Linked DNA regions of Pan troglodytes: region 2 is linked to region 1. A link is a contact called in public capture Hi-C data. All regions are on one chromosome and are shown on one strand. Each heading gives the region's core, a stretch centred on a gene start, on an enhancer-like site or on the middle of the called end of the contact. The rest is flanking DNA. Distances are from core to core; before and after follow the strand shown. Region 1 overlaps PRTG (protogenin). Region 2 has its middle 59 kb from the start of PRTG.

Region 1 (5,597 bases), core at 2,396-4,895:
TATTAGATAAATGCTGCCATTGTTAAATTTGTTGGGTATAATAATACTGTGTTTATGTTGGAGAACATCCCTTTTTAGGGGGAAAATGTCACAGTATTTAGGTGTGATGTGAAGTGTCATGATTCAATAAAAGAAAAGATGTGTATAAGTACACACACAAATAAAAGAATAAGAAATAAAGCAAATACATTAAAATGTCTATAACTAATTTTAAAGGTTTAAAAATGCCCTATACTCTTGTACTGACAGTTTTTAGTCTGTAGTATCTCCAAATTAGATAATGGTTTTACAATGATTAGGCACTGAAAGTTTAAAACAACAGCACTTCTGAAGTAATTGCTTATAAAAAAAATTATCTAGGAATGTGGGGATATTTAAAAGTTGTATCAGTCAGTATATACTATAAGTTTGCCTCTTAAGAAATTAAAGCATAGAAAATCAGTTTCTTATACTGTCCAGAGCTCGCCTGTTCATACCGTCCAAAGTTTATACTGTCTAAAGTTCATACTGTCCAAAGTTCTGTCTTATTCTTACTGTCCAAAGCCCACTTGAGGAACTAAAGGCTGTTTCTGTAACTGAGTGGATAATACAAAAATACTCTGAACTGAAATTATTTCCTTAAACAACTGAATAACTCATTCATGAAATGTTTGTAAACTGATATTTATAATAATATATTTCAGATTGAATATAAGAAACCTAGATCTGTTGAATGTTTTATTTATCAGAAAATCTTTTTGGTTTAATTCTATATGCTTAAATTGTTTGAGGTTCTGTGTCATATGTGTTGAAAACCTTTTTAAGATATGTTGAATACCTTTCAGTACCCCTAAGCATCTTCAGTGTCTTTTAATAACTAAAAAATTTCTGGTTGAATAGACTGTTTATAGCCAGTTAACACATTAATAATATGCAGCTGCTTGGATCTAAGAACTCCCAGAATTCTTTTATTTGCTAACATTAAAATCTATTGCAGCGAGTTTACATAAGTTGTTGTAACATACTGTTTCTTGTGAGTTTTAAAGGAGGCATAAATAAATAAACAATCATGGTTTTATCACTGTGATTGATGAAGCTGATATTTTACCAGCTTGCATTTCCCACTTGAGAAGAATTTAAGATTGGTTTCAAGCTATCTGCATCTTTCTCATTTTGTAAGCTTGTTTTTCACTGCTGAGGGTTGAGATTTGAAGGGATGGTTATCAAACTACAGATGTTTTTGCAATGAAACTGTGCACCTCTGACCAAGTCACTGTGGTTCAGGAGATGATAGATGATATTTTCATGTTGCTTCACAAAAGGGTCAAAATGGCATGGCAAGCCCACGACAGTGAAACGGAAAAATATTAGTCCTGGGAGGAAATTTATTTCATAGCTTCAGGGGAAGTTTGGTTGTCATGAATAGGCTCTCTCTGTCAGTCTATAAAAATATTGTTTGTAAGGCAATGATGTATGTGAGACAGACCGTGTATGTGTGTTGGCAGACAGAGCAGCTACTTAAACAAATGCTAAGCCAAGTACGGTAGCATGAGTCAAGTGTTCTACTTCGGATGCTTTTAGTGTAACAATTGTTTTTGATAGAAATGTCAACATAATCAAATTTATTTCGTTTTCTGATGTAACAACTTTAAACTTCCTTTGTAAATTTTATACCTTAATTATCCCAGGATACGGCACACACACCGCTATTCTAACACACTTTGTTTTAGAATTATAAATTTTGTACTTATAATCAATGATCACTCCATTTTACTCGCTTTTAAGTTATTTGGGTAGGTATATGTGGACATAGCCTTAATAATATGATTCATATACAACTACTATAAATTCTGGGACAGTTAAGCCACTGTCCTTTTGAAGTGTTCTTTTCTTTTTCTCTTCCCTAACCAAAGGAGATATCAACCCTCACCATATTTCCATTAATTGGTAGTGCAGTGGGAGAGACTCATCTTACCAAATTGGGCCAGTGAGGTTCCTTTCTTCCACAGTGATTCACAAAAGGAAAAGTCTTCCATTAGAGAAGTACGTAGAAGATCAAAAACCATGTTTGTGGGACCTTCCAATCTCACTTTCGTATTAGTTTTTCAGTGTTTGAATGTAAATCAGATTCACTTATAGCAAAGTTCAAATAGAAATCTTCAACTCTAAATATTTCTTATCTAGACATCCTAAGGTAATACATTTGTCAAAAAATAAAAAATGTTTTAAAAAGAATTCTTAAAAGCCTGATGGACAATTAAAAATGAAATTACGTGATCAAAAAAAGAATAACAGGATCAAAACATTAGTGAACACAACATAGCTGGGAAAGCCTTATGCTTCTGAAGTTTACAAAACAATCCCAGTTATTTGGGGGAGGTTTTAAACATAGAAATTATCTGGCCGGGCGCAGTGGCTGACGCCTATAATCCAAGCACTTTGGGAGGCCCAGGCGGGCAGATCACCTGAGGTCAGGAGTTCGAGACCAGCCTGGCTAACAGGGGAAAACCCCGTCTCTACTAAAAGTACAAAAATTAGCTGGGCATGGTGGGACATACCTGTAATCCCAGCTACTCAGGAGGCTGAGGCAGGAGAATCACTTGAACTCAGGAGGCAGAGGTTGCAGTGAGCCGAGATCGCACCATTGCACTCCAGCCTGGGCAACAAAGAGCGAAACTCCATCTCAGGAAAAAAAAAAAAGAAATAGAGATGATCAATAGAATATACTTATTTTGGTAGGAAACTGATTCTCAAATGACACGTACAAAGAACTTTCTTCTAAATTATTCTAAACTCAGTAGGAGAGGGGATGTTTTTACTGGGAGTGAGAGGTGTTATTTGTCTTAAGACCCTTCGGGGGGTGGGAGCAAAACAAAAGAGTGTATCATTTCAGGTTTAGACAAGTACTCTACCGGTCAGCTTCCATGAAAGCTGTATATAGAATACACAGGGAAAGTTTGAGAAGTGAAGGACTGACCCCTCCATCTGCCGTTCTGTCTATTTTATACTCAAATCTTCTATATATTATCATACAACAAATTTATAACATTTTGACATAGTCATCATTAAAGAGAATTCCTTTAAATTTATAATGCAAACAAAGTGAAAAATGTTTCTGATTAACAATCCCTTTTAGAAATTCAGTTTATAAATGGAGAATGAATTTTTAATCTAGGCTTAAAGTTTACATTCTTTTAGCTAAAAACCTGTTTTTAAATCAGCATACTAGTACCTTCATGTAAGATATTATTTTAATCATCATGAATTAACGTTTTCCATTCTAACACAAGTTTGACGATATGAGACAAAGAATTCTGTCTTAGAGATCTGCTCCCCTCATCTCGGTGTGATTTCAGTTGGAGAAACACTGTAGTCTTACATTTGGAAAACTTGAAGGCAGATCGCATTGTGCAAATGTGATTTGTGTTTTTGTTACTGTGCTTACACATAGCATTTTATCGTAGCGTTTCACTCGGCTTCCCTTTCCCACCCATCCCCCTTAGCATTTTTCCTGCTCCTCTGCTGCTGGGCCAGACTTGAGCTGGCCCCAGATTCTATGTCAGAGGCCATGACCCAGGTGTCAGAGCAGGCCTTACCGCTGGCCTCTTCTCTGAATAATTATATGGGTGGTATTGTGTCGAAGGGACAGGCTTGGGGGCAGTGCAGTCACCCTGGCTAGCCAGACCAAGGAGCTCTCCAGTTGGACTGCAGGGGAACAATGGGCCTGAAAAGGCTCACACAAAACCTTGTAGCACAAAAGATTAAATTAACAATGGACATTTGGCTAGACACTAGGTTTCATCCTTCAGACTTTCACCTTTCTTACTTATTCTGATCATTTCCTACCTAAACATCTTGAGACTTCGCATATCCTGACGTTATATCAGCATATTTTCTGATTGCTACCTACTTTTGCATATATATTCTAATTCGACGATTTTTAATGCTTTGAAGCTGTGTTAATTGTGACAGTTTGTTGCTACTATAGCAAAGCTTTTCTATAGCAGCATTTTAAGTAAACAATTTATACATAGTCATTTTCAAATAATGCTTTTTTATTTTCTTTATGCATTTTATTAGGCCACCCCAGCATGTTCCTGTGTGTAAACTGAAAAGTGGCAGAGGGCAATCCTAAAGTAGATGTAATTGCTTTATCTTCCTTTGGTCGTAGGAGGATTTTTTCCCCCTACTTGAGAATTTCCATAGAAGGATGGGAAATAAAACTCTCTAAGTCTTCACCAGAGCTGAATTTTAGAAATAGTGTTGGAGGTGGAGTCACTCCTTTGGGGGAAAAGTTTTCTCATATTCTTGACCTCAGGTTTTCTCTTAATTTTATCTAACCCCGACCTGCTTGCTCTGACCTGGCTCTTTTCAAGGCTTCTGGAGCCTCAGAAACAAACATCACCTGAAAGCAACAAAGACCTAGTTTTCATGACCCAAATATCATCTGTTATTGTTGATCCACAGCCCAGTACTTTGAAATGATTGTTTTTTCTTATGCATTTTCCAGGGAACAAACCTGTTAGTATTACAACAAAGAGTCCATAAAGTTTGAATTTGATGTCCGTCGGTTTTACTATCTTAGTTCATCTTCAATCAGGCAGTACTTACTCTTCATGGTATTGGGGGGAAGGTATGGTGTAGAAGCTTCCTACTCAGCGGGCTTTTTAGCTTTTGCCTTGGGTCTTGAAGTGTAAGAATAAAGCAATGATCAAAAGCCAGCAGGATTGGAATTCTTGAATGTGTTCTCCTTAAAGTAAAATTAATTTACTACCTAATGTTTATATATCTGATTATTCTGCTTTTGTTCTACTGGACGTTTGCGTAGGTTGAATGTATGTATTCATATCTCCCATTTATTCAGGGCCTGTTTCAGAGATAACTTAACCAAGAAGTTGGGGGGGCGGGGGGAAAGGTTTCAAGCCACTTTGTAGGAGTGGATGCCATTCTTTGGAAGGTACTCTTTTACACATACTCTTACTATTTGCTATCTGATTTCTCAAACATTAGTGATATAGGGCCCCTGTTTTACAAAATAGGCCCAAAAGCACAGACTTGGAACTGAAGGACAACCCTCTGCCAAGCATGTCCTCTTCCATTTCTGTTGGTTGACCTGACCTGGAAACTTTGACATGTTCTTTTCCTTTCTTTTTTTTGAGACTGAGTCTCACTCTGTCACCCAGGCTGGAGTGCAGTGGTGGGATCACAGCTCACTACAACCTCTGCCTCCTGGGCTCAAGCAATCCTCCTACCTAAGCATACCAAGTAGCTGGGACTATAGGAATGCACTGTCATGCCTAGCTAATTTCTGTATTTTTGGTAGGGATGGGGGCTTTGCTGTGTTGCCCGGGCTGGTCTTGAACTCCTGAGCTCAAGCCATCTGCCACCCTTGGCCTCCCAAAGTGCTGGGATTACAGGCATGAGCCACCAAGCTCAGCCACTTGGTGCTTTCTTACTCCTTAGTCTCTTCTCTCAACAGTTCCATTTAGTCATCTGCCTTCCATGTATATTTAATAAAATCCACAATGGCTCTCAAAGCTCTGTGTGATCTGTCCCCAGCCTCACTTTTCTGTGTGACCCTCCCCCATAAAATACCCTTTACTGCTGCAAATCTGAAT
Region 2 (6,025 bases), core at 260-2,759, 150 kb before region 1:
ATATTATTTCCTTCATTATTTCCTTTCTTCCATGTTCATGGTTCTTTGTTTCTGAAACTTAGGAGACTGAAGGCTGAGTCTAAACTTCCATTCTCCTGGCTCAGCCTCCCAGGTTGCTGGGATTACAGGCGTGCACCGCCACACCTGGCTAACTTTTGTATTTTTGGTAGGGACAGGGTTTCACCATATTAGCCAGGCTGGTCTTGAACTCCTGACCTCAAGTGATCTGCCCACCTCAGCCTCCCAAAGTGCCGGGATTACAGGCATGAGTCACTGCACCTGGCCCATATCTTCTGTATCTTTACTTTTTCATGTCTTTGTCTTTTTTTTGTTTGTTTGTTTTTCTGAGAGATTTCCTTGTCTTTATTTTCTCATATCTCCATTTAGTTTCCATTTCAGCAATCATATTTTAATTTCTAACTCTTTTTTTTCCTGTTTTATAACATCCTGTTCTTGTTTTATGGACATGATACCTTCTGAGCATACTATATACAGATTGGTGTTTTTGTTTTAAGTTCTGTTCTGTTCTCTGAATTACTTTTGTTTTCTAGAGGTCAATTTTTCTTTTTGTTTAACTTTTTCATTTATTTTAACCAACTGTCTGGTAATCCTTGCACTTCTGCTCATGTTTAAGAACGAGGAGTTGCAGCCAGGCATGGTGGCTGGGTGTGATGGCACAGGCCTGTAATTCCAGCTACTTGGGAGGCTGAGGCAGGAGAATCACTTGAACCCAGGAGGCCGAGGTTGCAATGAGCTGAGATCACGCCACTCAACCCCAGCTGGGGTGACAGAGTGAGACTCCATCTGAAAAAAAAAATAAAGAATGAGGAGTTGCCGGTGCACTGGCTCACACCTGTAATCCCAGCACTTTGGGAGGTCGAGGCAGGTAGATCACTTGAGGCCAGGAGTTTGAGACCAATCTGGTCAACATGGCAAAACCTCACCTCTAGAAAAAGAAATACAAAAGTTAGCTGAGCCTGGTGGTGCATGCCTGTAGTCCCAGCTACTTGGGAGGCTGAAGTGGGAGGATCACTTGAGCCTGGGAGGTCGAGGATGCAGTAAGCCAAGATTGCACCACTGCATTCCAGTCTGGGCAACATAGTGAGACCCTATCTCAAAAAAAAAAAGAATGAGGAGTTAAGGAGTGTGAGTAGGAGAAAAGCCTGTCAGCCAGCAGGTGATTGAGCAGGAAGCCAGCTGTACACTGAACAGACCCTAAATGCTAGAATCCAGACAACTCTAGAGCTGCTCAATTTCATTAGCAGAGAACTTCTAGGTATTTTATTATTCCGAGGGAATAAATCCTGGCTTCCAAGTTTAGTGTACGATAGAGAGAGAAGAGATGAGGGATCAACCAGTCTGTTCACCTTCCTCCCACACAGCCTGGCATGGTGGAAGGCTCTGGCCTGGACTCAAGCCCTGGTACCTTCCTGGGACACCTTGTGTGAGTGACTGCAGCATCACAGGGCCCAGGTTTCCTCCAGCTGCAGGTTCCACGGGGACCTCCACCCCCAATCTGAGCAAGGTCAGCTGGTAAAGGCAGCTGCTGAGAGGTGTTCCCTGTGCAGCCATAAGCCTGAGGAGCTGGGCAAGCTCTATAAATAGCAGCGGTGATTACAGAGCAGTACTCCTTTTAGATGCTTGCACTTTATAGCTTTCCATTCAAAACAGTCCCAGCCCAGTGTTTAGTCTCTCTGGGGGGCAGCTGTAAAGGCCACCTTGTTTCACAGCTAAGGAGAGGTTACAAGACAATTAAAATATTTTTGTCTCTTCTCTCTTTTGATGATTATTCCCATGCAGTGGTGGCCACTAGAGGAGTTGCTGCCTTCCATTACCCACAGGGAAACCCGAGAATACTCAATGGCAGCCTCCAGCCCTGAAGCTGGGCTCGAATTAGAGTTTCAGCCTTAATCCTTGCCTTGCTTTTCAGAGATTTACAAGAAAAAGTCAGAAATAATGGGGTCTTTGAATGGCCATAACCAGGCAACTGTAATTTACTTTAAAGGAGTGCATTTCCCCTTTAGGAAGATATAATCGTAAATGCTTCTTTTGCCAGAATAATTATATGCTCTGAATTCTCTGTATTCTCCATCACGATAAATGCAGTAATTGCACAAATTATGTTCTAACCACATGGAGATATGGAGATAAAGACAACATTCCACATTTATGGAATTGTAATAAATAATAATGATAGTCTTGATCATAAAAATTATAATTATATGGAAAGAGTGGCTATCATAATCCTAAAATTAATCCTGATTTGTATAGCCTCCTCACAGCGTTAAACCTCAATGCAACCTCACAGGGCAGGCTAGGCAGGGCAGGGGATATCATGACCAACCCGTCACACAGGTGAAGACATACAGGCCTGAGATGTCCTGACATTAGTCAGTAGCCTATGCTATATTGGGCTCATCAGACAGTACTCTCAGTGTTGTCCCTCCGCCTGAGCTTGGTGGACAGTGGGCAATAGCCCACACCACAACACTTGCCCACCTCCCACTCCTCTCTCTGGGCAACCAAGCAATGGAAACTGGTATCTGGGGGCACTTGCTTGCAGTGACTTGCCTGAGCTGGCTGACAAGTGGGAGGAGGGCAAGGAAAAGAGAGAGGACCTGGAATATTAAGGATTCTCCAAGTCAGCTGGAACAGATTCTGCAAAAACCCTTCTCTCTTCTCCAAAATAACCTGGAGCAATTATGAAAACTATTTTCAGGAAGAAAAATATTAAAATGCAAATGAAGTGCAGTTGTGACTGTAAATCACTGAAGAAAAATGCCACTACTGTTTATAGAGTCCAGTGTAGGCGCTCAGCACTATTGTGGTGATGCCAATGGGGCTTACATCAGAGACGTGAAAGGACCACAGAGGTAATCAGGCCCAGATCCTTCATTTTACAGATGACAGCCTGAGAGGGGGACGGTTAATCCATTTTCCCCAGGATTAAGATGGCATTAGTAAACAGTCTTCACAGAGCTAGGTACAAAGCACATACCTGTATCCGTTAGGAAAGTGTTCAGCTGTAAGTAACAGAAAGCTGGCTCTACAGGTTCATGTGTCTTACCCAATAATCCAGAAGTAGGCAGTGCTGGGTCTGGATGTTCCTGGGCCTAAGCAGAAGTCAGCCCTGCTCCTCACCAGTCAAGCTTCTCAGGAGGCAGGGTAGGGTTCTGGGGACACAGTGTCACCAGAAATAGAGGCTGTACGGTGAGAAGGGAAAACTTGTTGAGGACCTATGGAAGAAACCAAGGAGATTCAGCTTAAAGAAGAGAAGCGCAGTAAAAACTTGACCACTACGATGTAAAAGACAATATAGGTCCTGTGTTGCCTAATTGGTCATAGTTAGGACAAGGGAGCGCATTTGTTGCATGACAAACTGACTCAACAACAGGAATAATTTTAATAATAGGCACTTACTGAAAATAGGTCACCTCTAAAACTAGTGAGTTTCCTGGAGGTATTCAAGCTGGGTAAAGAACTGGAAGTGGGGCCGGGTGCGGTGGCTCACGCCTGTAATCCCAGCACTTTGGGAGGCTGAGACAGGCAGATCACGAGGACAAGAGATCGAGACCATCTTGGCTAACACATTGAAACCCCGTCTCTACTAAAAATACAAAAAATTAGCCACGTGTGGTGGCGGGTGCCTGTATTCCCAGCTACTCGGGAGGCTGAGGCAGGAGAATGGTGTGAACCCAGGAGGCAGAGGTTGCAGTGAGCAGAGATCGCACCACTGCACTCTAGCCTGGGTGACAGAGTGAGACTCCATCTTAAAAAAAAAAAAAGAAGTATAAGGAGGCGGTATAGCTCAGAGGTAGAGTGTTGGACTTCAGATCAAGAATTGGAAGTGTATGGCCGGACGCAGTGGCTCACGTCTGTAATCCCAGCACTTTGGGAGGCTGAGGCAGGTGGATCACAAGGTCAGGAGATCGAGACCATCCTGGCTAACACGGTGAAACCCTGTCTCTACTAAAAATACAAAAAAATTAGCCGGGGTGGTGGTGGGCACCTGTAGTCCCAGCTACTCGGGAGGCTGAGGCAGGAGAATGGCATGAACCCGGGAGGCAGAGCTTGCACCGAGCCAAGATTGGGCCACTGCACTCCAGCCTGGGCGACAGAGCAAGACTCCGTCTCAAAAAAAAAAAAAAAAAAGAATTGGAAGTGTGTGTGTGTGTGTGTGTGTACGTGTACATGCATGTTAGAGAAGGTTACAGCATTGAATAAAGAAATTATTTTCAAATTCCGTTTTGCAACAGTTCATTTAACTAAAACTATCTGTTGAGTTTCTGCTGTGTTCCACATAAGGACCATATTTTCCAAATAAGAAGCTGGTCTGAAATTTATGAAAAAACTAATGGAGAGAACAGGGTGTGGGATAAATGATTTTTACTGATCCACTTCTCAGGAACCACCTGCCTTCTCAGGATGCCATTCCATTGCTCCCTGGGGAACCCCCCACTCCACAGAACAGGGCCTGTTTTCATTCAGGCTTGAAGGACTCCAGAGCGGGACAATATGGCAGCATTTTTTCCAGACACATTCCAGCCCGAGTTTAATATCTGTTCCATGTGATATCATGTGTCTTAAAGGTAGAGATAGCTCTGTTATTTATTAGGTATCACTTGAACCTCTCTGATCCTTACTTTTCTTACCTGGAAAATGGTACAAAATATATCTTCCTCGTAGGGTTGTTGTGAGGATGTAGTTATGCTTTGCACAGTGTTCAGCCTTTAGTAAAGATTCAACAGATATTGGATCATTTCGCTCCTCAGTCTCAGTTCACAGATTTTTTCATGTCCCTTTTCCAGGCCTCATTTCCTCTAAAATGAAGAGGTTGTACTGGAACCAGTCCTGTGATTTCTCCCAGCGCTGAACTTTCTGGCACCCAAAACAAAATGGCTGCCATGTTTTTCCCAGCCTTGGTCCGAAGGTCGTTTCTGCCAGGAGGTGGCACCACTGATTCATGTTTCCAGCAGGGAGGTGGGCTGACCATTTGTTAATTTCCCCTTAGCTTTGAAAAGGAGGCTCAAAACTCACCTGCTTAGCAGCTGCCTCTAAACTAACTTTTTAAATCCTAGGGTTGATGTTTCTTGAATGTGACCGAATTTTCCACTTTTTTGCTTGCTCCAAGAATATCAAAATTGTCTTCCTCAGTTCTCAATATTTAGTCCTCAGTATTTAGGGAAGGGGTAAAGAGAAACGGCGGGTGGTGAGGGGCACTTCCCCACTGTGGTCTTTCCCTTTGCTCAGAAGCAAAACTGCAGATATCCAAGAGCATGTGCTGCTGAATTGCACCTACAATCAGCCATTTACATGCTATTCAGAAGGCACAAATGGCCACTTAGGCTGGCAATTGCCTAATTGCCACACAGAGGGTCACAGATACAATTTTGCAGCCTCAGATCTCTGGCAGCAGCTAGGCTGGAGAGGCCCAGAAAATGTGGTTTTCTAGTCTTCTCGGGTTACTGTGTGCAGGGCAGGAAAAGGACTTAAGGCCAAGAGGGCCAAATTCTTCATTTTACCCAAAGCCAGTCCTGGAGATGAAAAGTGAATTTAAGATGAAAATTCCCTAACTGTATCCCACCCTTCGACTTTTCTCGAGAGTTTAGGAAACAGAAGATGTAGGGAGGAAGAGAGGAAGAAAGAGAGAGAAGGAAGAGAGAGAAGGAAGATAAAGGGAGGGAAAAGGGAAGGGAGAGAGGAAGGAGAAAAAAGGAAGAGGAGAGGGAGAGGAAAGGAGAGAGAGGTAGATTACTTGTTGGAAATAGTTAAGAGTCAAATCAATTATTTTGCCTTTTCTCTTATAAGAAGTAAAATACTTTAAGATTTAAATATAAAACATAAATGTATTATTTGGTCTTTGCTTCTAGCTTGCTCTATCTCCTTTACACATGTAAGCACTAAACATTTATTAGTTGTCAGCCTGGATAATTAAGGGGCTAAATCAAATCATCCTGTGGACTGATTCTGACCTTTCCAATGTTAGGTTGTGAAAACTTTCTTCTCTAATGCTAGCCTTAGCAGA

What was found. Capture Hi-C pulls out chosen DNA fragments and counts their contacts.
Region 2: a capture Hi-C map of stem cell-derived neural stem cells shows a contact between it and region 1, with 4 times the contacts expected there. The contact joins two enhancer-like sites. A contact is called at or near these places in 3 of 7 Hi-C or Micro-C datasets (induced pluripotent stem cells and stem cell-derived neural progenitor cells) and 1 of 1 other capture datasets (stem cell-derived neural stem cells).

Annotation. Positions count from the first base shown.
Region 1 is chr16:47,668,964-47,674,560 of NHGRI_mPanTro3-v2.0_pri, reverse strand. The region is part of intron 11 of PRTG (protogenin); the gene reads left to right. Among named protein-coding and RNA genes, the nearest start is that of PYGO1, 67 kb to the right of the region's middle. Within about 2 kb of position 3,645, at least 4 of the 24 cell types and tissues checked have an H3K27ac peak or open chromatin away from gene starts, as enhancers often do. A contact at or near this core is called in stem cell-derived neural stem cells, where this site is marked.
Region 2 is chr16:47,820,250-47,826,274 of NHGRI_mPanTro3-v2.0_pri, reverse strand. No RefSeq gene overlaps it. Among named protein-coding and RNA genes, the nearest start is that of PRTG, 59 kb to the right of the region's middle. Within about 2 kb of position 1,509, at least 2 of the 24 cell types and tissues checked have an H3K27ac peak or open chromatin away from gene starts, as enhancers often do. A contact at or near this core is called in stem cell-derived neural stem cells, where this site is marked.